7 separate regions of the Mus musculus genome follow, and all the other regions are linked to region 1. Evidence: chromatin contacts called from public HiChIP or PLAC-seq data. All regions are on one chromosome and are shown on one strand. The core of a region is the stretch at or near the end of the contact, and the rest is flanking DNA. Distances in the headings are between cores, read along the strand shown. Region 1 holds the start of Nfib (nuclear factor I/B). Region 2 has its middle 64 kb from the start of Gm5860. Region 3 overlaps Gm11264 (predicted gene 11264). Region 4 overlaps Frem1 (Fras1 related extracellular matrix protein 1). Region 5 overlaps Gm5860 (predicted gene 5860). Region 6 has its middle 53 kb from the start of Gm11264. Region 7 has its middle 6.5 kb from the start of Cer1.

Region 1 (3,444 bases), core at 662-3,161:
AGTCTCTAGATCTGACCACTTCTTCATTTTACCATCTGACTGAAGGGATAGAAACTAGTTTGGGTTTTTAGGTATAAAGACAGTGTTTTACCTCCTAACGTTGTTCCTTAAGGCAAATTTCCAAGTTAAAAAAAAAAATCTCACTTTTCTGATACTACTTTATGCCTTGCGAGCGATGTTCAAATATCATCAAATGAACAAGTCTCACTTTTAAAACAAACGTGTCCTAAAAGTCCTAAAAATTCACCACAAACACTTCAACTTCTTGTCAGCGTAAAAGATCGCCTCTGAAGTGAGGTCTTTAAAAACCCGAAATGTGGGTCACTGTAGAACAGGACTTTAGGCACCCCAAAACGCAAAGTAATAAGTCCTCTGGACCACCACCTAGACTGGCGGCGTCACCCGCCCACTGTGGGCAGCAGAGTCCAAAGGCGCTCAAGCCTAGTTCTCAGCCCCTTGCCCAAGAGTCCATCTACAGACGCTCCCAAGCCGGAGTCCGCCCCACGCGCACCGGCCAGGGAGTGAGGGTGCCGCCGCGGCCACCACCGCCGCCGCTGCCTTCGCCGCAATCTCCTTAGGGGCGGACAGGGGCTCACGGCCGCAGGTCTCGGCCCTGCCCACCCCCAGCAGCCTCGCCCGCCCGGTGCCGGCTCTCCCCGCTCGGGCGCTGGGATGGGCGCACACGGCAGCCGTGGTCCCACGCCGCCCGCACAGCCCACCGCAACTCCGCACTACTTCTCGGGGAAGACCAGGGTGTGCCAAGGTTAGGCAAAGCCTTTGAGGGTCTGCAGCACAAGAGCAAGAAGACACAACAAAGGCGTCTGGGGCCAGAGAAAGCTCGAGAAAGCGACCAAGATAAGTACCTGAGTGAGACAGATGGGAGAATACATCATGACTTCGCCTTAAAACGCACTTTCCCGGAGATGCCCAAGAAAATCTTCCAGAAGCAAGGATTTCATCTATTCATTTTACAGTCATCTGAGCCCAGCGATGCGATCAATCAGGACGGGGCACTGCGCCGGTTCACCGCAACTTCGCAACAAACCCAGTCCTCCTTAAATAGCCAAAGATTCAAGTTCACTCGGCGAGCTAGATTTCCCGGGGTGAAATCCAATCTACACTTTTAACCCTCTTGCGGTTCGCGCGCGCCGGCCGAGCTCTCCGAGGCTGCCGCCGCTGGTGCAGGCTGCTGGTCGCCTGGTTTAGGGGATTTGTTTTCTGTTTTGCAGTTGTTGTTGTTGTTGTTTGTTGTTGGGGGTTGGGGTGCGCGAGGGTTCGGTGTGGGTTGGATTGGGGTGATGGTGGGTGGTGAAATGTTTTTTTTAAAAAAAGGCGGGGAGGGGGGCGCAGGAGGCCAGGCGGTGGGGAAAGCGAGGAGAATGTGTCACCGCGCTGGTAAAGTTCAAGGTTACCGCCGCCAACACTGCAGCAGGATCCGGGAGTGGCGATCGCAGGCGAAACTTTGCTGCGAGCCGACCACGTGTGTGCGCGAGGGGGAGCGCAAGCGAGTGCGCGCGGGTGGCGGGGCGCGCGCAGGAGAGGGCCGGGTGGGGGTGGGGGTGGGGGGGAGCAGGGAGAGGCCGGGGTGAGGGAGGGGGCGCAGGCGCGGAGCTCCCGGGCGGAAAAGCCTTTGCTGCGCTCCTGCCCCGCCGCACCGCCGCCCGCCCGCTTCGCCCCGGGTCTGACCCGCCGCGCGTGGACTCCGCTGCCGGTGCCGCTGGCCACAGCCCACGGAAAGGATCGGAAGGACCTCCTGAAAAAAATCCCAAACGATCGATCCCGCTTGGCTGCAAACTCCTCTTTTCTGTCCTGGGCTCTATTCCCCCTCCCTCTCTCGCTTTCTTTCCTTGAAAAACTTGCAAGTTGAAAGATTCACCGGTTCCACCCTCTGGACCCCGCTCGAGCTCTCTCCAAATCAGACTTAAGGATTGTTTTATTATTTAATTACACAATCACCGCTTTACTCCTCCTCCTCCTGCAAACGCGCGTTCCTTTTGCACCAGCCTCTCCACACCCCCCGCCCCCCACCTTCCTCCTCCTCCCGCGCGCCTCCCCCAGCCCTCGCGTCTCTCCCCCTCATTTGTTAAAGGTATCAGACCGGTGCCACAGTATTGGGACTTTTCTTTTCTTTTCTTTTCTTTTTTCTTTTTTCAAAAATAGCTCTTCTCTCTGCCACTCTTCGTTTACCCCCGAAAACCCGCCCAGGGAGAGGTTATTTCACTGCTCGCTGCAGACGCTCAAGACGCGAGAACATCCTAAGGGGAGAAGCCCTGAACCGGCCTGGGCCCAAGAAAGAAACGAATGGAAAATTCCCTCACACCCAGGCCGCCCCGAGCCGGGGCTAGGGCGCCGACTCTAGCACCCCAGGCGGCTGGAGGGAGAGGGAGGGTGGAGGCGGGGGCCAGAGTGAACTTGGCCTCCTGGAGTTGCAGCGGACGGGCGCGGAGCCCGGGGCGCGGCGGGCAGCCCAGCCCGGAGCTCGCACTGGCGATCGGAGAGGGGCGCCGGGGTCCCCAGGGTCCCCCGAGCCTCGCCGCAGCGGCCCGCCCTCCCCCGGCGCCCGGTGCACGTGGCCGCGCTCGGAGCGGGAAGGCCGCGCCACCGCTCGCCCCTCCTCTCCTCCTCCTCCTGCCGCGCTGGCCGCGTCCCAATCCCCACCCCCAGAGCCCGGGGCGCCGGCGGAAAGCGGCTCCCTTCCCGCGGGGGTGCGGGCAGGGCGGGGCCGCGGCGCGCCCGAGGCTGCGGGGCGGGAGCGCGCGGGGTGCGTGTGCGGCTGCGGGTCTCCCCGGCGGCTCCCGCCGGCTCCCCGCCCCGCCCCCCGCCGAGTGAATGAACTTGATTCCCGGGACCCTGGAGGCGACCGGCCAGCACCCCCTTTCGCGCGGGCACTCTCTCCCACACACACCGCCCCCCAAATTCCGGGTTTCCGCTAGGGGTGGGTGGGGAAATGGAGGAATCAAAGGCTGCCCCAGACAATGGAGAAAGAAAAGTGAGCGCCCGGGGCTCCATGTCGCCCTAGCTTGGGGCCGCCGAGCGTTTCCAGGCCCCCCGCGGCCTCCCGCTCCCACCCCGCGTCCTGGACTTTCCCCCCCTCAACTTTCTCCAGTCCTCGCACTCCTGACCACCGTGCCCTCCCCCAGCGGACCTGAAAGAACCAGTGACTTTTTCCTTCCCCAAGTGGAAGTTACCCACATCAAGCATTTCACAACGACACATCAAGAAAAGTAGGCAGGTTCAAGTCAACCATGAAATGGTCACTTTTTAACCCCGTCCTGTCCTCATTAGGGAAATGCTCAAACACAGTCCGTTTTCAAAAAGCGCTCTTAATGAGGCGAGCTTGCCAAGTCTACCAGCTGCAGCCCCTGTAAACCAAGAGCCTGGTGAAGAAAGGCGCAGGGGGTGGGGAGGCGGGGAGGGCGGCGGGTCTAGGAGGACAGGTAAAGT
Region 2 (3,444 bases), core at 278-2,777, 500 kb before region 1:
GAGTGCTTCTGTGTGCAGTTGCAAGAACAATTCAGAACATCCTGAGATGGGTTACTGCTGTGGTGCAGATGGCTTGGCGATGCTGGGCTGTACAATGGTTATTTGAACTTTGTTTCTCAGGGGCACACAAGAAGCCTTGAGTTCTCATCTGTTTTACAGTTCGTGGAGAAATTAGCTGCTGTTTTCCTTCCTCCTCTTCCTCCTCCTCATCTTCTTCCTTCTCCTTCTTTCTTCTTCTCCTTTCTTCTTCTCCTTCTTCATCTTCTCCTTCTTCATCTTCTCCTTCTTCTTCTTCTCCTTCTTTCTCCTTCTCCTCCTGCTCCCCTCCCTGCTCCTCCTGCTCTTCCTTAAGAAAAGAATTCCACTGTTCAGACTTTTGAGCCTTCTCCCTCAGGCATGGAGGGGGCACCCCATATCCACTGCCACACCCTGAAAGGGGAGCTTCTTCCACAGCTGGTCTGTGCCTGCCTTGCCTCCATATGCCGCTGGAAACCCACGCCTTGAAGTCAAGTGATAAAGTTGCACTTCTGTTTCCAGTGGCACTGGTCCAGCGAGGGAGACTGGCAGCTTTGTGAATGGCTTCCCAGCAGGGTCGCCAAGTGCAGCAGTGCAGCTGGGACGCGTTTCCTCACGGCTGTGCCCGAGACTGTGGTTAGCTTCAGATTCCTGCGAATGTGACTGGAAAATGTTTGCATTTTAGCCACAGTCACTAACAAATTACAGCCACCTCTTCAACACATGGACCCAGAGAGAGCCTGTCCCCATTATGGAAGTGTAAGCTCATGTGCTCAGGAGTCTCTAGCTAATGCTGATGCTCAGTCATTTCCAACACATTTCATGTCATTCAGACCACGTGGCCTACAGGGTCTTCTTTCAAATGCATCACAGTTAAAAGATTCAGAGGCCTTCCTTCCATGGCCAAAGCAATGCCTCCTCCCCAGTTATTTTATGAATCCATCTCCTTTTCTTTTTTGCTCCACCAAGAAGAAAACACCGAGGCCAGAAAGGGAAGATACTGTCAAACTCAAATCACAAATTGGAGCAGCCCGTAAGTCTGCACTGAAGTCTTGACTTTTTAGTGGTGTGTGTGTGTGGTGGTGAGAGGGAGAGAGAGGGAAAGGTGGGGAGAGAAAGAGACACAGAGAGAGAGGGACAGAGACAGACAGAGAGAGACAGAGACAGAAACAGAGATTGACCCAAAAGAAGCAGCCGATCAGAAAGCTTTCTTTACAACTTCAAGAAACTAAATGCACATGGCTGTCCTCTTTGTAGGTTCAGTAGGCAAAAAGAAAACACATCAGAGGCCAGAGCACAGCTGTATGGCCATCTTCCTAGTGAAACGGAGAATCAGTCCTCTGCTAGTGGGTGGGGTGGCCTCCTGGGCCAGTCTTCACTATCTGCTTTTAGCAGATTGGATTAGTTCTTCACGCTGAGGCCCAAGCCTAGCTGTCTTTCTTTCCATCTTGCTTGCTTGCTTCCCTGACCGTGAAGCGTTGCCCTTGGCAGAACACGCAGGCTTTGCAAGAACCGCTCCACCGTGGAGGCGGTCTCAGCTGTGCCCTGCAAAAGACTGAGCTTGCTGCTTGCTACCTGCGAAGCAGAAGCAAATCTGTGTAAACTGAAGTCCCCATTGCCCCAGTGGGACATTTGCAAAGAAGGCAGAATTGAAGAGCAAGCACGTGATAGATACCAAAGAAAAACTAGCCGCCATGACAGGATCTGAGGCTGCTGTTTCTGTTACTGTTGCAGAGGATCAGGGAGGCTTTCGGAGTGGAACAAAAGCCCACTGGTGTGTGGACTGAACTCCATTTTCTGTGTGAGTCTGAGTAGAGAAAGATAAACAGAACCTTTCACCGATAGACATATTTTAGAGTTCAAGTATGACATGACGGGTCCAAAATAGATTCCACATGATTGGAGCAAATCCAGAACCTGGTCCCCGAATAGCAATCAGTGCTGGAGGCTGAGCCGGCCTGCGCCATCATCACATAAAACACGGAGAAACTGCAAATCCCACACAGCTGCTAGTGAGTAAGGACAGCCCATACCTGGAGCCTGGTGCTGCGGCTCCATTTTCCAAAATTACTCAGCTTAGTTTAAATTGAGGGTCTCTTTGCCTCGCCACGAATACCTTAATGAATACTCAGAACTTTACAACAGCTTTCTCGCCATGAATTTTCTTTTCAAATGAAAGTTTCTGCTCTCTGCAGTACTCTGTCAGGCAGAACTAATGACCCGAGGGCTTCATGCTAGGTTATTTTCATGAAAAGCTCCAAATAACTTGAAACTATATAGGTCTTAACCATCTCAGAAGAGAGAACCAAATTCCAGGGTCCTTGAACATGATGATTCAGGAGAGCGTTTTGACCCGGGGTTGGGGGGAGTTCTCTCAGGATGGTGGTAGGCTTCTCTACTGTGACATAACTGACTTGCTTTGATGATATGCAGATGGCAGGAAAAAGGAATAAAATCTAGAGAAGGCAGAGAAGGAGAAAGGAAAAGTCCTCAAGACGGATGACCTTCATGCTGGCTAAGAATAACCTCTTCTATTTGTAAGCAACTATTTTTCTTTAAAATAGCCGGCAGCAGGACTCCGGAGAAGGTCTTTCATGTTTAACTAATGTTTCTCATATTTAAGAAAACTTAAAAATATGTATAATTCAAAGGGTCAGCATTAAGCCAAGTCTAGCCTAAAGAACCCCTGCTGCTCGGCGCACATCTGAGACGCGGCTTGCGAAGGTTTCTGTCTGCCGCCTTTCCAAGCCATAACGCTATGGCAGTGCGAAAAGTGATAAACGGAACGCTAAATGTTTATGGAGGGAGAGCTGGCACCGTGTGCCACCACTGCCCTCACACTGGCCAGGAAGTCAGCATTTTAAAAGGGTAAGGATGAGACAGTGGTTTCCCACCTCTGTGCTGAGAAGTCCGCTCATTGTTTACATGTTTCCAGGCGCATTTGGGCTGGACTGAATCTTACAAGGGCATATCCCGTGCTCCTTTTGTTTCAAATAGTTCTCTCTGGCTATACTAATAGTCATTGTCTTTTAGGAGCTGTCAAAAAGATCAAAGCAGTGGTCAGCAGTTGAGAATCTCTACAGGATCGACAGACAAACATAAAAAAAAAAAAAAAAAAAAAAAGACAAATTGCACCTTTTCTTGGTATCATAGTACGAAGAGTGTAAATCCTAACAGCACAAACAGTATTCTTCTAGAACATTTCTGGTCACCTCAGAGTTTCACTCTTTCCACTACTATTTGAGAATCTATGCAAGTACTATGTATCTTTTTCCAAAAATAGGCCAATTGTGGCACACTGGAGTTTAGTTACTAAGGTTACACATACGCCTTTAGTTAATTTATTGCAAAGCACTGATTCATGGCGTTCAAAAGGAGCATGACATTTCGTAATTGTAACCCATGGGCTCAGAGCAAACCTTTAGGTTC
Region 3 (3,444 bases), core at 351-2,850, 470 kb before region 1:
ATAAGAAGAAAAGAATAAAAATACCCATATCAGAATATTGCAGACCTGCCAGTACAGAATCTTCAGAAGATGGAAACCAAAGTAAATAAGGCCTCTTTCTCCAAAATCATAAGAGCCACATATTTGACTGATATCTTAGTGGACCTTTATACTTTAGTATAAAAACTTATTTTAGATGGTGATATCCAAATATCATGCTGAGAGAAGAATTTTGATGGGCGTGATTTTTTTCAAGAGAACAAAAAGAGTAATGGTTCAATTCAAATATTAATTTTAAAGCTCTGTTGCCTACTCCCTTCTCAAGAAGGGAGGTACATCACATAGTGAGAGATTATAATTTCCAGCTGCCAGGCACAGGTGCGTTCAGCTTATGGATTTATCCATAGGATTCATGGAGACCGAAGTCAAGCTGGGAAGGCAGCTGTTGCTGAGAAGATGGCCAAGAAGGAGTAAATTCAAAGAATGGCCAATCCCATCGCTGAGCCAAGGACAGCAAATATGTCTGCTGAGGTCCAAGACGGGAAGAAGGAAAAGGCACAGGGGTTCAAAGTTTCGTGATGTTTGTCAAAGATAAAGGCACTCAGCATCTGTTGGTTTTATCAGGAAACCTGGTCATCCAGGAGCCACAGGCCCACTCACAGAGTCACTGCTAGTGATAGCAGGCTGCCTGTACAGAAGTTCTTAATGTAGGCCTGGCTGAGAGTCAGAACTACTGAAGGGCATTGGTCATATATAGGAGTGTAAAGACAAGAGAAAGAGGAGGGCCTGACAGTCAATGTTCAAAGTGCACCTTATGAATGTATAAGACTGTGCCACTGAAATTCATCGTTTATACAATTAATATATCTAAAATGTTTTAAAATATAGTGAAAAGCCTGAATACTCAATATAGTAGAATCTAATGACCAGTGGAGTCCTTTCTTTAATAATTTGCTGAACATAAACTCCCATATTAAAGACACACTCCTGTATCTTCAGTTGGTAATTTATTGGCCAGGATTGAATCTTACTGTAGCCCTTATTCATTGATTCTCAAATATCAAATGTATTCCATAAGAGTTAGGGTTCAGGGCCCCACTGAGCTCCTTTGGACTGGACAGAAAAAAAGGGGACTGCATCAGGCATGGGGTAAAGGGGTCTAGATGAGACTCTGTGGTTACTCGAGGTACTCGTTATTCAAGACAGTGAGAGCATAAGCTCTCAAAGCAAGGACGGGGGCATTACATGTGTTCATTCAGTGCCACCAATCCTCAGCTTTTTCTGCTGGTCAGAAGCTGCAAAAGAAAAAAAAAATCCCTAAGGATAATGTTCACACATACTGGAAAAGGTGAGACTGTGTCCCCCGAGACACACACACACACACACACACACACACACATGATAGCACAGTGGTTCACAAATACAATGAATCAGAAACCTTTGCCAATTCCTTAGGACCAGCATCCTCCTCTCCCTATGATGTATGAGCCCTGGAGCAGGGCCCAGTGACCTGGTGCTGCCCTCCAGACCACAGCAACTGCTCCTCCTGAAGCTGGGCTCTACCAGCTCATTTTCGCTGCTGCATCAGCAGCATGCAGCTGCCTTCACTCATCTCTCCGTGGAGGAAAGGGGTTCCTGCCTTCTTGAAAAAGTGACATCAGCTGTGCCCATTATCCCTGGCTCCACCCACATTCCTAACCTACTCAGAACAGAAAAAGCTGTTCCCTAGGTTAGCTCTCATCCCTCTCTTGGCAGCAACTCTCTGGCTAAGTTGTGACCACAGCTGTTCTACCTACAGTGGTGGTCAAAGAGTGACCCCAAGCAGCTGCATGGTCCAGCATAGGCTGTAGAGCATGGGCAGGAGAGTGTATAGGACCCTAGGCTTGGTGAAGATGTATGATCTGCCTGTGCATGTAACCTTGTAGTAATGATTTTCATGAGTGTGATCATCTGAATAGGCAAGTGTCTGCACTGTTTGACGAGGAGTTGATTGAGGGGAAGTTGAGGCCCATGCAGCTGGTATTATTAGACTTGGTTCTTGCAAATTAGCAAATCAAATTAAATTTAGATGTGTCTAGATGATCTTTCAAACATTTTTTGGAATGACATGTATCTATGGGCATTGCATTGTTTATAAGGTTCAGGCATGACTAATGAGCTGTTTAAAGAACAGCTAAGCCTCTGTTCATGTACACAGGGACTTTTTAGTGTAGCCAGATTTGAGTGTTACCCAGAGATCCCTGAGCCCTTTTTGAAGCCCTCTGTCTACAGCCACCTTTGAAGATGAAGTTTGTTCAGAGGTCTGCTTTGTTGAAGCCCAGATGCTCAGAAGCCTGGTGGCTCAGGCCACATGGCTATGCAATATAGGATGCTCGAGTGCCTGATCGTGTCCATATGGACCCCATTGGCCCTGCAGGATTTGGCTCAGGTTACCTTGTTTTCTGCTTCACCTTATACAGCTAAAACTAGCCCAGTACCTGGCCATACAACCTCATCTACCTGATTAGAACACTACGTAAGGCATATGGCCATTTCTGGGGACACTCGTACTTGGATCTTCTTTTAGACGCCCCCCGCCCATGTCCTAACTTGTTATCAGGCAGTGCCCATCTGGGCAGCTTTGTTCCAGCAGTGTGCTTTGCTGGTTGTAAATATGTTTTTGAAACACCACACTGGGAGCATCTTATAAATTGCAAATCTGAATGACCTTGAGAAATTTGTGTGCCTCCTTGTCCAAATATTAATTATTAAATAGATCCCAACTATGTTATTGTTTAAGTTTGTTTTAAGCTCTTGCCATGATCTAACTCCACCTACCTACCAATTCAGCAGAGCATTTGCTGTATTCAAAGTGCTTTGCTAGATTTATAATGACCATGGGTTAAACAGAAGGGTTTTCATAAATTCTCATAACCAGGTGGATTAAATAATGTTGTGTTGCACACAGAGGAGATGAGGAGATTTTTTTGAGACTACAGAGAAGATAAAATATGAGGTTGACATAAAGAACTAATAAGAGAGATTTTATTAAAATGAATAGAGGATATAACAGGTAATGTGTTATAGCATGAATATGTGTTAGAACAAGACTCAGCGAATAGCTACATTATTCATCGAGGCCATGCTTCTAAGATTTAATCTGACTTGACCTTGTAAATTCACTGAAGTGAAGATAGTCAGGAAGGAGAAGAAATTATATCTTGTGTACCAATTAAAAGACCGTACAAATAAAGAGTGATAGATGCTGAGACCCCTCCCTGCCAGTCAGCAAAAAGAGACCACTCAAAGCTGGAAACTATGGTGTGGCCATCCCTGACACAGGATTTGTTCCCAAAAGGACTTTTCAGAAGAATCATAGACCATCTGTTGGAAGGCATTAAAAAAAAAAAAAAAAAAAAAGATCTGAGATTATCAGTATTTACCCTCTTCATGTTCTTGGTGGGAAGTAAATGGGCTCATTTCTCC
Region 4 (3,444 bases), core at 398-2,897, 410 kb after region 1:
TATGAGAATCCAAACCGTTCTGCACTGTATCAGCCACTTATCACACATCCCCACACACCCACTCCCAGTCTTCATCCTTACTGATTTGCCATTCCCCTGGGTCATTGTCTTCCTTTGAGTGAGGTCGGTGAGACCAAAACCCTGAAGAGCATCTCCACTGGTGAAAGATGGAGGAGGCCTTTCCAGAAGAGGAGAACCTGAAGTGGTGAGCGAGGATGAGCCTGAGGGCAGCGGATGCCAAGGGCCCTTCCCCCACGTGCTGTGCTTGCTTTGGTTGAAGGAATTTGAAGGATGGCACCGTCCTGGAGGCATGCAAGATGGCAGGCAATCAGTACACTACACAAACACATAAGCAATGGCGTTGACACAGTTCCTGGAACAGCTTGTCATTAAACCTAGACGGATGAATTTCCCACCAGATGTTGCCTTTTTCCCATTTGCCAGAAACTCCCTCTCTCGTCATCAGTTTCCACCTGGGAAAGCGGTATCCCTTCTGCACATGGATGGGGTGATTATAAACTCATGAAATCCATCCCACAAATCATAGATGAAAATCATTGTCATGGCTTGATAATCATTCCAGACGCTTAGGAAACCGGCTCACTTCCCTCCTGTGATCCTCCCCAACATGGAAGGTTTATTCACCGATCAAGTGCCACCCCCTCCCAACACTGGGAAAGGAATCGAGTTTTCCTCCAGTCTTTTAGAGGTACAAACTAGGATTGTTTAAAGGGAGCGGTGAACAAGCAGCAGCTGTAAAATATTTGCAATCAACTCTAAAGGGACAAAACCCTAGTGAATCTTAAGAGAGTCTCTACTAGAAACTTCAACAATGAATATTTCTGGGAAGGTGCAGAAAACAGCCCACCAAATACAAACAAACTAGCCAGTGAAGTGGCTCAGCAGGTGGGGATGTTGACCACTAACCCTGGCTACCAGAGTTTGATCCTGGGAACACACATAAGAGGAGAGAACAGATCCCCACAGGTTGTCCTCTGACCTCCCCACCAAACCATAAGTAAAAAGGAATTAAAGATTAAAGAACAATTACAAAACCTCAATTAACAAGAAAACAAAACGACCTGCCGAAAGAACCTGGCTGAATATTTATTTTATTTTTAGCAGCACGGAGATTCAACCACGGAGCCTTTTGCAGGCTAAGCAAGCACTCTGCCACTGAGCTACGTTCCAAGTCCAGAGCATTTTTGTTTGTGTATATTTCCCACACTCAATGTGAGTGGAAATTCCTGCTGGCCAAGAAGTACACGTGGTGTGGAGAAAAGGGGGATGAGAGATGTCATGGAAATGTGGGTGTACAGAGCAAAGGAGACAACACCCACTTTTATTATAAGGTAAGCAAGGGGACACCAGATTATAGGTAAGGAAGAAAACTGCAGATCACGGGGCATGACAAGCATTTAAAAAAGGCTTGAAATCGAGTGTCACGCTGGACACATAAAGTGTCACATAGATAAGGAACTGGAAGCAGAAGGACTTTGGCAGAACAAACCCTCAGAGCGCCAAGGGCTTTGCTTTTCGTTTTATTTGTAGGTTGCTCTCTAGCAGGCTCTTCCCAGAACCGTTTGGCTCTGCCTCACCAAGTCATTCATTAGTATTCTCCAGCTGCCCCCTGAATCCCCAGCCAGCTGCATCTTCACGTCTGTTTTCCTCCAATTCCTTCCCTTCTTAGAATTTTCCTGGTCACACTACAGTGGGGGCTCCTGTTTTGGGCACTGAGAGCTCTCCTTAACAGAGGAAAGATAATTACAGCCCTGCAAACTCAGGGGGGAAATAATTGTCCATAGATTCTCACCAACATTGTTTCCCCCTTGGTGAGAACAACAAATGGTTAGAAAAAAGCAACCAGGGCTCTGACTTGTTGCTTCGCTGCAGCCATTGCTCTTAGCAGGAGGAAAAACCACATGAAGCACACACCAGAATAAAGAACCCGGGAGTCATGGTGCAGGCGGCTTTCTTGACAAGAAATTACGCATTTTGATTTGAAGGCGTTATCAAGCATGTTGGCTGCTGCAAGCCAGCAGCCATGGCGCCAGGACTGCTCCTGATTTCAAGACGAGGATCAAAAGAATACCTCCTTTTGAGTCCAAAATTTTCACCGCCGCTTTTGTCTGCGTGCCAAGAACCGCATTCACAGGGGAGTTCAGAATTACTTCAAAGACCTCATCATCTTCCTCTAATCCGTCATAGGTAATTGCTATATTCCACATCTTAGTTGACATTCCTACAAGAAGTAAACATTTTAATTACTCTTTAATTGCTATTTCAATCACCTAGGTGTCAGAGAAATATATTAATTAACATGTCTACCGCTAGACTGCAGTAGCCCGAGTGAGCTATTGTACTGCCACCAACTCACTGAGGCCCTGCTGTTCTCCCAAATAATATAAAAAGAGTGCATTTGTTCCTGGACAATGATGACCGGCCTTCAATGCAAACACTGTAACAAAAAGTAAGCAGCATTACACAGGGGGAGGATAAAAGGTTAGTAGACAAAATCCCAGACATAATTTTTCTTCCAACCCCACCCCCTCTGTGCCTTAGAATAAATAGTTACTACGATTTGAAAATCTTAATAGTTGCAAAAATCTTAAGAGGGTGCAGCAGACAGAAGTGATTTTTGGATGGTACTTCAGGCACCTCACAGAATCCTTGACGTGATTCATGTACTCCAACTGCTGCCTGCATCGGCTGCTATCACCCCCACCCCCAGATCTTCTAGCCCATGGATGATTTTTCTGATTGATGCAATGTTCAATAGTTGCATACTCTCCTAGAGAGAATGTATGGGCTGAGGATTGTACCCATAGACTGGTCCAGCCTCCATGTCCCCTCTTTGTGTCTAACATGGAGTACAAACAAGTTTATTCCACATAACCTTCTGAACTTAACATAACTCTTCATTCGCTAAGATATCCCAGCCAATCTGTCCCATCAGGATGGAAGGCAAATTCAAATCGGAGACACAAAGTACTCAGGCTAGAAGACACTTCTGAAACAGTCTCAATCTCCAGCAGTGTGCATGATGGGAACTGTGAAACATCTTCCTGACTTACTTAGAAGGGAAGGTGAAGGCAGAGGTAAGCAAGCTGAAGGCTGCTTGGTGGCATAAGAGGCAGAGACAGGGACAAAGGACAGTAAGTTTACAGTTTAGGCTCTAGAGCAAAGCTTGGAAGTCTGTCCTGCCTCCCCTGCCTATGGGTGCTTCCATATCCATAAGTCTTTCTCTATACAGTGGCTAAACACTCTTTCCCAGCCTTCTCTTCTGAAAACTGACTTTTTTGCTTGCATGCTGATATGTCTGTTACTCTGTCACCTACATGACAGCCACCTTCTCAAAAGTATGTCTCATAGAGTTCTTATGGCCCATTCAGCATATCATGGATCCCTGCAGCATTCATTAGAAAGGATAAATTGTTCACTTCT
Region 5 (3,444 bases), core at 384-2,883, 410 kb before region 1:
GCAGAAAGATTTCTAAGTCATTTTAGTTCCAAGCTTACTGCAAGCCTACTATTCAGTGCAGTCTGCTTTTAAATGTGGATAGGTAAACAGTATCAAAGGCCTGTGTGTGGTAGAATAATTACCTTATTCAGTGTAGTGATAGATATGATAATTAAACTGTAAAGAATTCAGAGGTGCCAGGAGAGAACTATCAAAATCATAAACAGTAATTTCAACAAAGCCTGAAAAGAAGAAAAAATAACAACAGTAAAAAAACAAAACAAAACAATCAATCCATTACTAAACATATTAGAAGACTACAAAGAAGCCATTTTCCTAAGTGACCACTGTCACACATAATGGCAACACTCGGGTTCAGGGTGTCTTTCCTGGATCCAGGTTTTATGGAGCACTGAAACAGTAACGCAGTATTTTCAGTCTTTTAGAGAAAAGGAGCCACAGGCGAAGTAATTTGAACAATGTCTTTCTGTGAAACTGGGTTTTGATCATGTGGCATCTCAGGGTCCTGCAAAGGCTGACTGCCATCAAGCCTAACTCTTCTTTTGGCAGGCATGCAGCCTGTGTGCGCATGCACAGAACTATGGCCATTGTCACCACCCAGAGCAGTGCCAAGAGCAGATGTTCTTTTCTGTTCTTGTCGGTGGCATGAAGTCCTGAACTCTGTAACTGAATACTAGCCTTAATTTGAATTTTTACATAGACAAGGAGAAGTTGGTTCTTCAGGGGCAAGCTTTCTAAGGACCTTTTCAATACTGTGAAGCAGAAACCTAGAGCCTGTACTGTAAGCCTTGTTGGGGGAATTTAAATAGGAGCTCCAGAAACTAGCGTGATTTGGCAAGAGCGCGATGGAGTGCGGTTGTGAGGTCCCACCAGCAACATATGCTTTCACTAAGCTGCGCTATGCGTTTCAGTCTGAGCTTTTAAAATGTTACTTTATATTTTCTACCATTATCATTCGGAGCCCAAACCAAAGTAGTTAACTCTGAATAAAACTATCCTATTATGAAATTAGGCCTCATCCTGGGGGAATGATGTTTAAACGTAACCCCCTTTTTCCCCTCATTCCACCCCCTCCAAACACAGAAAAAAAAACTAAAGGGGGAGACGAAAAAGTCTGCTTATGATTATGAGGTGAACTTTGAACCATGCCTATTGTTCCTGCCAAGAATTTCTGAATGCTAATGTAAAAAGATATATATATATATATATATATATATCTGTGTGTGTGTGCAAAGGTATTTTAAGAGTCTACTGTAAAGAACCAAGCTTTTTTCCTTGCTTCATTGTTAAAGATAATATGCCTCTCTAACAAAAATGCTTTCAAGATGTAACCATATTTTGAAATGAGTATCATAATACATCCTTTGCAAGGCTGGAATTTGGAAACAAAGGCCTCGCTTTAATCTGTTTTTCTTCTTACCTGATGAACAGGGTGACAGCGCAGCTTGAGGAAGTTCAGACATGTCCCCAGTCTCATTTGCCGTTCTTCCCCTTTCCTCATCAAGTGGGCCCTGACAACCTTTCTTTCTGAAGCTACATAAATTAAACAGGGTTAAGACTCTCAGTCCTTGTTCCAGCTCCAAAACAAGCCAAGACAAGAAAGGATCCCGCAGGTGATGGACAGAGTTCCAGTCTCTCTGTTAAACCGGTAGGGCAGTGAATCTCCCTGCTTCCCTCCCAACTGAAGTAACAACAAAGATTAGAGCCAAGGCTGCCTTTCTTTTCCCTACTTTTGCATAGCTAACGGGTATTTCCAATTACACAAAGGGGGAGCACATTCTTTTCATTGTTAATTTCCATGGTGCTTCACAAATGTGTCTAGTCTTTCAGTGTCATCTCCCTGGAAAGACAGCCCTAAGGAACCTCAGTGTGACAAAGCCAGAAAGTGGGGGCTTGGAGCACAGCAGTACACATGCTTCAGATTGATCAGCTGATCATCTCCTGGTGAAATCTGACTAGAACAGTTACTTGTGATTTTGTAAATAGATTTCACAAACAGTGGCAACCAATGAAAACCCATATGACTTGTGTCTGAGTTTGCATATGTCAATGTCAACATGACCATGTGATTAAAGGATAAGACCATGACAAGAGGTACTAGAAAGGTCTAGAAAAATCATAGCCAATAGAAATTAGATAGTATATTTTATAAGGTCCAGACTGGATTTCCATTTGGGCTTCAACAAGATTTTGCTGACAGGAGACTGATATAGCTGTCTCCAGTGAGGCTCAGCCAGTACCTGGCAAATACAGAAGTGGATGCTCACAATCATCCATTGGACAGAGCACAGGGTCTCCAATGAAGGCTAGAGAAAGTATCCAAGGAGCTGAAAGGGTCTGCAGCCCTATAGGAAGAACAACAATATGCACTAACAAGTACCCCCAGAGCTCCCTGGGACTAAACCACCAATCAAAGAAAACACATGGTGGGACTCGTGTCTCTAGCTCATTATGTAGCAGAGGATGGCCTAGTTGGCCATCAATGGGAGGAGAGGCCCTTGGTCTTGGGAAGATTCTATGCCCCAGTATAAGGGAATGCCAGGACTAGGAAGTGGGAGTGGATGAGTTGGGAAGCAGGGGGAGGGGAGAGAGGATGGGGATTTTCAGCGAGGAAACTAGAAAAGTGGATAACATTTGAAGTGTAAATAAAGAAAATATCTAATAAAAAATCCACATAAATAAATCTGTAAACCAAGAAAGAAAAGAAAGAAAAGAAAGAAAGGAAAGAGAGAAAAGAAAGAAAGGAAGAAAGAAAGAAAGAAAGAAAGAAAGAAAGAAAGAAAGAAAGAAAGAAGTTAAGAAATTCAGCAAAACTACTACATCACCAGGCTGCTTTTCATGTATGGTGTCCCACAAACCAAATACAAGAAAAATGGGCAGAAATATGTTAAAGTTATTGTTTGACGGGTTCAGATTTAAATGACTTTAAGAAAGGACTGTGGGTGACTCTAACTTAATAATGGAAAGCTAAGGGAAATTATGAATCCTCTGCCGTCCTGGTATATTTATGTACATGGATAGTAAATTTAAAAACCTCAACCCTTCCCTTGTCTGAGTGGTTTAGACCAGAAAAGATTTCAAAGATTTTGAATTAAATGAATAAAATGATATAGTCAAATATATCCAACAGTTTGCATGCATTATCAAAACCTTATAAAGACAACAGTTTGAAAGATATGAAGATGGCAGACTGCTTTTTTACACAAGAGGATCTGGGGCTTAGAAAAGTTCAATGAAGAGGTAACAATTAACATGTGACCCACAATTGACCAAGATACAAATAAGAGACAGAAGAATTTTCAGCCCTAATACATATATACTACCACCTCCCCCTAAGGCTCAGCAATTATTGTTGAAGAATGGTCAGGAAGAATGTAAAAGCTAGAGGCAATGATTACCCTCTAGACACAGCAGGGCAGCTGTACACATGAACTCACAGCTGTT
Region 6 (3,444 bases), core at 245-2,744, 390 kb before region 1:
TGACTATAACCTACCTACCTGATGCTATCGCCAATATATTTGAAAATCAACCTAATTTGGAACTTAATTTTGCTCTGTAGCTAGATTTATGACATCATTCATATGGAACATCCACAGTGGAACATCTTATTGGAGGCAACTTATATGCCTGTTCCCAGGCTGTAATCAGTCACTCAATTCAAGAATATGTTGTTCTTCCTTTTGAAGTGAGGGCTGTGCCTTACTTTGTAAAGAATGCATTATATTTTAAGGGCAAAACTCTCCAAAAGCCAGGGCACTGAGTCACTGGCTGCAAACATCTTTCTCAAGTTAATCCTGGCTATTTGTTTCTACCAACCAGATTCAAAGTTGCCTTCTCCTAGTCTAATGTTGATTTCACCGAAACTTACTTAGTTGAAATTTGCATATTACATATAATTTATACTGAAGATTGCCAGAGCATTTAACATTGATTTGTAGGTCATATTTCAAAAGTATTTATGTATTGATAAGATAACTCTGTAAACCTCCTTAAATCGGAAATGTAACTGCTAACCGTTGAACTCTCCTCATCAGAGATTCATTTAGTAGCAATGGAATCAGGCCTCTGTCTTTGTATTCCGACAAGTGGGTAGTTTTTAAACTCAGTGGTGACTAGGGAGGTTAACTCATGAGGCTTCTGGCCTACATGGGCAAGAGGCAGATTTCTGACCTACTGCATGTTATGTACCTAATTGCACAGACTTGCTTATTCTTCAGTGACAGCCGCCGTTGGCCTACAGCTGAGTGGACACTTCCTCACACGAACAGCACAATGCTGAGCCAATGCCTCCCGAGTGTTCTCTAAGCCAACACTGTAGTAATTTAAAATTTTTCAATATTAACAGAAAAAAAGCAGCAGCTATAGATAATTAAAAGGAATTCAAGCATTAGAATAGGGACTTGAACTCGGTCTTCTCGGCCACACTACTATAGATAAGAGAGGATCAAAAAGAGAGAATCAGGAGTTTTTAATGAGGGACCAATCTAGAGCTATAAGAATTGCCTATCTAGTACATCTATACACATAAGCAAATGGCATATATAGTGTACATAAGCCATGGGGAAGGATGGGGGAAATCATACTGATCTGAATGTTAACATCAAAAATTCATGTGTGGAGCCAAAGAAATGCACAAAAAAAAAAAAAGGCAAAGGGATGACATACCCACTTGCCCATACACGCCCCCCCACACACACACATTTATGCACGCACACATGCGCATGCCTCACAGTCATGCCAAATTCAGCCTCACAATCGTGTCAAATCGACCTCCTCTAAAAGATAATGCTAGCATCTAATCCTAACATCTATGACATACACTTGAAACTCTCTCAAGTTTTGCTCAACCAAAACCCTGAGATTATTTTATCCAAAGTATCAAACACAGCAAAAGTGTCGTGACTCCTAACATGTTAAGGAACGCCTTCTAGAAGACAGATGCATGTAAGCTCTTCACCACTGAATCCAAGCCCTGACTTCCCGTACATCCTACCAGTAAACAAGACCAGCAAACACTGCTGCAGTGCAGACAACAGAGTCCTCTCCTGGACCAATCATCCTGAGACGCTGGGGTCTGCAAAAGAATGATGGTGCCTGGGTGTGAGCAAACAAAGGAGACATTTTGCCTAAGAATACAGATTGTTGTCTGGCTCCAAAGTACTTCTGGATTCTGAAGCACTGGATAGTTGCCTGCAATTTGGTCTGTTCCTTCTCTGACTCCATTTCAGGGCTTCTTTTCACCCTTGGGAAAGGGCATAACTCCACACATGCTGTTCTAACTCTATAATATATCCCTTATTTCCATAGCCCAAGACTGAGGTCACACATGACTGATTATCCATCTTAAGTCTCCCCACACACATCCAGTACCACTGAGTGTATCACGTTACCATGGAAAGCAGGGGACCACTGAGAAGGTAGAGGAAATACACTGGTAAATGCTGGAGTGAAAGCCTGTCTACTAATTCCCGTAAACCTCCTTTTAGTGACCATCATAATGAAAATGATTTCTTAAGAGAATAGCTAAAGAAAAAGCAACTCACTAACATTTGAAGGTACTTTAAATCCTCTCCATGGAAAGCAGGGAGCTTTACTGTAAGTAGGGCCCTCTGACTGTCAAAGATGGAAGGAGGCTTAATCAAAGGTATTTGTTTCTCTTTCCAGTTCTCAAACAAAATACAATCAGTAACAATTAATATTCAGAATCTATGCCTTTCCTCCATCATAAGAGTAGTGCTTTTAATGTCTCAGCTCTCCAGAGTACTCTTGAAGCCTCGAGGACCAAGCTGGAAGAGAATCCCTTTCTTGGTATTCAATAAGTAAGTTATTACATGTTAAATTGTGATCAAAATGCTTATTAGAGTCTACCCAAGGCATAATAAGTATCATCAACAGTATTCCTTTTAACCTTCAGTAATTATGTCACTTATAATCAATTGCTGTTTTAATTAGTCCTGTTATTATATCTTATAGATGGTTTCTATTGCATAATTGTTTATCTTCAATAAATACATTTTTAATAAGCAGATGTATTTATACTCCATGAAATAACAGTGTCAATTAATCTATGTTGAATACTCATTTGGGAACTTAAACTCCTGCCAAACATTCTGCAAGCATGAATCACGTGAAGAAGAACAAGAGATGGACAACATGTTTAGAAAATACATGTTGCCAAGACTCCATTTCACCAGAAGATCAGAACGGAGCTCTTTTTTTTTATTTCTAAAGTTTATGGTATTTCAGAGAAAGAAGATCCAGTTCTTGAAAAGGCTTCGCCACATGCTTCAAGGAAGGATGAAGCCTGAATGCACAGTCTCAAACTTACTCTCTTTTCTTTAATTTTTTTTTTTTTTTTGGATAATCAAACTGAAAAAAACTACTGTGCAACAGCATGAAAAAAAAAGGATAGTGTGTTCATAGGAAAGTTTTGGACAGTATCATTTTAATACAAGTAGAGGCAAAAACACTACATCTCATTTAAATGAGAAACATTAACCAAAAGCACAGAGTTCAGTTTTCATTTCTCAAAACTATTGGGCCGAGCTGTCTAGAAGGTGAGACAGATAACTCCAAGAGGAGGACTGCTGGTAACCAGACTGTTTCCTCAGACAGACTTTGAATATTAAAAATTAACTCAAGGAGAATAAAAGTTATTTTTTTTGATTAAAAGTAAAGAAACAACCCAGTATCTAATTATCATTTTCTCATCAGACAATTTCCTGCTTTGTGTTGCACTCTGAAGAAATTCAGAACATGACAGCATGAGGAATGTTCTAGAATTGTCAATCCCCTAAAAAAGAAAGAAAAAGTAATACCAGTGATATTCCCTTAGGTAAAATACCTTATTTGACACATGTAATATATGTGTTGATGTAGACCAGTTACATGCAGTTGATAGCAAAGTCGGCCTGAGAAAGATC
Region 7 (3,444 bases), core at 622-3,121, 390 kb after region 1:
GGTCTGGCCTGCCCTCATTATGAGCAACTACCCTACCCCTTCTTATACAGAAAAAGACAAAAGTCATCGGATGAGAGTTCCTCACATGTGACCTCAAACCCTACCAGCTCATCTTTCCTTCCCTGCCCTCCCCTCAGAATTGCATTCTCTCCTCATTTCATTGAATAGCTCCATAGCTTTCCTGGTCACCTCCATTAGCATTTTCATAATGTTAGACTGCCTCAAACTCTTTCAAAATGTCTCTGGAATCCATAAAAGCTTTCACGTTCTGCCCTCTGGTGCTCTCTCTTGCATTCACAACTGAGTGATGGGATTGTTTGTACAAACCCAGCCTCTAAGTTCTTATCTACTCAATTTTCCTGAAAAGAGTCCTAAGTAGATTAGGGGGATCGATGTGCACCAGGGTGAAAAGCTATGAGAATCTCAAAGCTTTAAGTTACAAGAGCAGCCTGCTGCCAGTCTTAAGAAAGATGTTCTCTACACAGCCCATGTAGAGCTCCAACTCTTAGTGTTGGGATTGCAGGCGTGTGCCCTGACTTGGGGCTAGGTCCTTCTTTATTCAGTCACTTCATGACTGCTAGATCTGGGCTTAACTAAGAGCCATGTGTATCTTCTTAGCCACAGAGACATAACTATTCGGGGTCAGGACTACCATCCCTAGAGTCTGCAAGGTTCACCGCACCAAGTCCAGGCGTTTGATTGAACACATTTTTCTGTTTCATTTCTTTTCCTGGCCCAAGCTCTACAGTTAGCTTTGTGAATGTCTGCTTCAGCCTCCCAAATCTAACAGCAGTGTGCCTGGAAACTCCTGACACGAGACTGCCCGTGCTTTACTTTCTGAGAGGGGCCTCTGTCCTAGAGGACTTATATTTAATACTCATGCTCAGACTCTATTTTAAAATCAAATTTCCATTAAATCTGGAAGGATTCAGAATAAACCATTCCTTATTTTCCTAGCTGGCTGCATCTCAGAGTAGGTATCTGAACTTTGTCATACTGCCACAGTTTATAGACAACTCTCTGGGGAGGGATCTTGACACTCCTAAAGAAAGGGGACTCAGGCAGGAGGATGACGTGCCTGCCAGGTAACACTAGGCAGCTTGTCAACTTCTGTGATCCAGTTGGAAGATGGAGGTGGTGTATCACCAACAGAGAGTGCAGGGGGCATCTGTCTGAAAACCGTTCCCCTCCTGGCTGCCTTACCAGCTTCTGCTTATACAGTGCAGGCAGCTTGGGGGAGCCATATTGTCCCTATAAGCTCATAACACATGGACAAATGATTAAAAACACATGGAAACCAGTTCCGCAGCGAAGCTGTAATTCAGATGGGACGGAAAATCAACTTGCAAAGCTTTCAGCTGACTCAGGGCCAAGTGTAGGACAGAATGCAAGAGGAGTTGCCAAAAGAAAGGAAAGTTGTGTGTGTGTATGTGGGGAGGGAGGGTGCAAATCACGGATCAGAAACGGAAAACAATGGCGCCTTGTATTGACAGTCCTTCTCTGAGGCTGTCCAAGAACAGGCACCGAGTCGACTCTTTGAAAATATTAAAACCTTCATTTCATGAAAGCTTTTGGACAGATTTATATTTTCTACCCTCTATAAATAAAAGTTGGCTTTACTATCTTGGCAACACCTATGCAGAAACATAATCTTAAGTATCTTTAACGTAAATATTAAAATATTACACATAATATTACCTCTAGGTGTGGGAATTAAGTAACAAGATGGCAGGAGACAAACACTGTGTGTGTGTGTGTGTGTGTGTGTGTGTGTGTAAAAACATTGACAATAAAATGGAAAAACAGAGCAAACCTGGCTCTGTTTATGCTCGTTGCCTGAGCCTGGGCCCAGGCTGATCATAAATGCAGGCAGGCTAAGACACCTTTACATAAATTCCAGCTTCACTTAATGCAAAGTCCTAAGAAGGCTTATTGTATCTGCACCTGGATTCTGCTGCCCTGGATTCTGCTGGGTAGGAAAAAAGCAATGGGGGGAGGCATTTAACTGGGAGGCTTTCCCTGCTGGGACTTACTGTTAATCAGCTTCTCAGCTTCTGCCCTGAGTGGTGTCCTCACTCCCGAGTAGGCCTGACCACTCTTCTTTCCACGGGTAGCCCCATCGAGATCATTATTAATTTGATGCATGATCCATAACCATATCCTTCTTGGTTCGTGCAGCAAATGTGTGCCTAGATGCTGAATGTCAAAGGAAACTTCAATAATGTGGCTCCAGAAGCCATTCTTAGGAAGTCGCTCGCTCTCACCCAACTTCAGCCCATTAGCACAGCAAACACTCTACTCTGTCAGACGAGGTAGCATGCCTTCATTTAGTTCTTATTAGAAGGGAATTTGCACAGCACAGTTCTTGTCTGAAAGCAAGGCATCCTGGGACTTCAAAGAGGGCTTTTGTAGTCATCTGGACGTCTCCTAAAAACAGTTCCACGTTGAACACAAATGCCTTAACACATGAGAAAGTTACCACTTGCGATATAGAACCTTAAAACGCCAGTTCTCACCCCCCCACTTCCTCCTCCCCGCTGCAGTTAGTCAGTGGTGTGATTCTGAGAATAATTATGCTAAATGAAAGAGAATTGCAAAAATAGTAGAGTGCATATGTAGTCCATTTATAGAAAATTCTAGAAGTTACAAGCCAATCTATAGTGACAGAAAGTTGATCAGGCATTACCTTAAGATAGGAGAAGCAAACTGGAAAGATCAGGAAACTTTTGAGAGAGGTGGATGTAGTGTATGTGTGTGTGTGTGTGTGTGTGTGTGTGTGTGTGTGTGTGTGTGTGTGTGCTCTAACTGCATGTACGTCTGCATGCCAGAAGAGGACATCAGATCACATTATAGATGGTTGTGAGCCACCATGTGGTTCCTGGGAAATGAACTCAGGACCTCTGGAAGAACAGCAGCCAGTGCCCTTAGTCATCTCTCCAGTCCTGTATTTATGATCTAAATTATAAGCAATGACATAAGCATATTATGCCAAATAATACCTGCTAAATATAAGTTTATCATAGAGTTCAAGGACATCCTCGGGTACACAAGGAATTCTGAGTCATCTTGAGCCACATAAGATCCTTTCTTAAAACACACACACACACACACACACACATACACAGAGAGAGAGGGGGGCGGGGAGACAAAGGGAGGGAGGAGAAAAGAGTCCCTCATAAGCATAGACAAAAAGTTCTAAAAGAAAACAAAACAAAACACCCTCTGACCAATTCAAACCAACAGCAAATGCAAACGAACAACACATCTCAACCAAGAAATCGCCAAGAGAATGAAAGGACAAGCCAAGCACTGGAAGAAAACATTTTATTATGCAGAGTAAAACTCAAGGGGAAAAAAAAGCTTTTTTAATGGTGCAGGGATTTGAACCGGTATTTCTCTAAAGAAGATCTATAGATGGTAAACACACACACATGAAGATATAGT

What was found. HiChIP or PLAC-seq counts read pairs in DNA pulled down with a chosen protein or histone mark.
Region 2: an H3K4me3 HiChIP or PLAC-seq map of embryonic limb bud shows a contact between it and region 1, with 4 times the contacts expected there. The contact joins the enhancer-like site here to the promoter of Nfib in region 1. A contact is called at or near these places in 5 of 39 promoter capture datasets (the 3T3-L1 cell line, hippocampal neurons, liver and 2 more) and 8 of 115 datasets of contacts at active chromatin or transcription factors (cardiomyocytes, craniofacial prominence, embryonic forebrain and 5 more).
Region 3: a contact with region 1 is called in an H3K27ac HiChIP or PLAC-seq map of the NIH/3T3 cell line, with 5 times the contacts expected there. The contact joins the enhancer-like site here to the promoter of Nfib in region 1. A contact is called at or near these places in 11 of 39 promoter capture datasets (the 3T3-L1 cell line, 3T3-L1-derived adipocytes, the C10 cell line and 6 more), 10 of 115 datasets of contacts at active chromatin or transcription factors (the NIH/3T3 cell line, VIP interneurons, craniofacial prominence and 7 more) and 1 of 9 other capture datasets (embryonic stem cells).
Region 4: a contact with region 1 is called in an H3K4me3 HiChIP or PLAC-seq map of embryonic forebrain, with 5 times the contacts expected there. The contact joins the enhancer-like site here to the promoter of Nfib in region 1. A contact is called at or near these places in 5 of 39 promoter capture datasets (the 3T3-L1 cell line, frontonasal cranial neural crest, hematopoietic stem and progenitor cells and 2 more), 1 of 484 Hi-C or Micro-C datasets (stem cell-derived neural stem cells) and 6 of 115 datasets of contacts at active chromatin or transcription factors (astrocytes, embryonic forebrain, embryonic hindbrain and 3 more).
Region 5: an H3K4me3 HiChIP or PLAC-seq map of neural progenitor cells shows a contact between it and region 1, with 21 read pairs. The contact joins the enhancer-like site here to the promoter of Nfib in region 1. A contact is called at or near these places in 11 of 39 promoter capture datasets (the 3T3-L1 cell line, 3T3-L1-derived adipocytes, HPC-7-derived erythroid cells and 7 more), 2 of 484 Hi-C or Micro-C datasets (brown adipocytes and cerebral cortex) and 5 of 115 datasets of contacts at active chromatin or transcription factors (the NIH/3T3 cell line, craniofacial prominence, neural progenitor cells and 1 more).
Region 6: a contact with region 1 is called in an H3K4me3 HiChIP or PLAC-seq map of craniofacial prominence, with 3 times the contacts expected there. The contact joins the enhancer-like site here to the promoter of Nfib in region 1. A contact is called at or near these places in 9 of 39 promoter capture datasets (the 3T3-L1 cell line, 3T3-L1-derived adipocytes, cranial neural crest and 5 more) and 4 of 115 datasets of contacts at active chromatin or transcription factors (craniofacial prominence, embryonic limb bud, neural tube and 1 more).
Region 7: a contact with region 1 is called in an H3K4me3 HiChIP or PLAC-seq map of embryonic limb bud, with 3 times the contacts expected there. The contact joins the enhancer-like site here to the promoter of Nfib in region 1. A contact is called at or near these places in 10 of 39 promoter capture datasets (the 3T3-L1 cell line, cranial neural crest, fetal liver and 6 more) and 2 of 115 datasets of contacts at active chromatin or transcription factors (embryonic limb bud and forebrain).

What each region holds. Positions count from the first base shown.
Region 1 is chr4:82,503,868-82,507,311 of GRCm38.p6, forward strand. It overlaps Nfib (nuclear factor I/B), which reads right to left and starts at 1,912. Exons shown (of 12, transcript NM_001113209.2): 1 at 864-1,912. The coding sequence starts at 893.
Region 2 is chr4:81,999,309-82,002,752 of GRCm38.p6, forward strand. No RefSeq gene overlaps it. Among named protein-coding and RNA genes, the nearest start is that of Gm5860, 64 kb to the right of the region's middle. Within about 2 kb of position 1,528, at least 48 of the 459 cell types and tissues checked have an H3K27ac peak or open chromatin away from gene starts, as enhancers often do. A contact at or near this core is called in embryonic limb bud, where this site is marked.
Region 3 is chr4:82,033,706-82,037,149 of GRCm38.p6, forward strand. Gm11264 (predicted gene 11264) reads right to left here. Exons shown (of 6, transcript NR_151604.1): 5 at 3,402-3,444; 6 at 1-1,274. Among named protein-coding and RNA genes, the nearest start is that of Gm5860, 30 kb to the right of the region's middle. Within about 2 kb of position 1,601, at least 28 of the 459 cell types and tissues checked have an H3K27ac peak or open chromatin away from gene starts, as enhancers often do. A contact at or near this core is called in the NIH/3T3 cell line, neural progenitor cells and stem cell-derived neural progenitor cells, where this site is marked.
Region 4 is chr4:82,914,539-82,917,982 of GRCm38.p6, forward strand. It overlaps Frem1 (Fras1 related extracellular matrix protein 1), which reads right to left. Exons shown (of 37, transcript NM_001198811.2): 30 at 2,093-2,242; 31 at 82-302. Among named protein-coding and RNA genes, the nearest start is that of Gm33260, 7.4 kb to the right of the region's middle. RefSeq lists an enhancer at 835-3,444. Within about 2 kb of position 1,648, at least 52 of the 459 cell types and tissues checked have an H3K27ac peak or open chromatin away from gene starts, as enhancers often do. A contact at or near this core is called in astrocytes, embryonic forebrain, forebrain and 2 more, where this site is marked.
Region 5 is chr4:82,098,603-82,102,046 of GRCm38.p6, forward strand. The region is part of intron 2 of Gm5860 (predicted gene 5860); the gene reads left to right. Among named protein-coding and RNA genes, the nearest start is that of Gm11264, 34 kb to the left of the region's middle. Within about 2 kb of position 1,634, at least 29 of the 459 cell types and tissues checked have an H3K27ac peak or open chromatin away from gene starts, as enhancers often do. A contact at or near this core is called in craniofacial prominence, neural progenitor cells and stem cell-derived neural progenitor cells, where this site is marked.
Region 6 is chr4:82,116,772-82,120,215 of GRCm38.p6, forward strand. No RefSeq gene overlaps it. Among named protein-coding and RNA genes, the nearest start is that of Gm11264, 53 kb to the left of the region's middle. Within about 2 kb of position 1,495, at least 2 of the 459 cell types and tissues checked have an H3K27ac peak or open chromatin away from gene starts, as enhancers often do.
Region 7 is chr4:82,889,925-82,893,368 of GRCm38.p6, forward strand. No RefSeq gene overlaps it. Among named protein-coding and RNA genes, the nearest start is that of Cer1, 6.5 kb to the left of the region's middle. Within about 2 kb of position 1,872, at least 30 of the 459 cell types and tissues checked have an H3K27ac peak or open chromatin away from gene starts, as enhancers often do. A contact at or near this core is called in embryonic limb bud and second pharyngeal arch cranial neural crest, where this site is marked.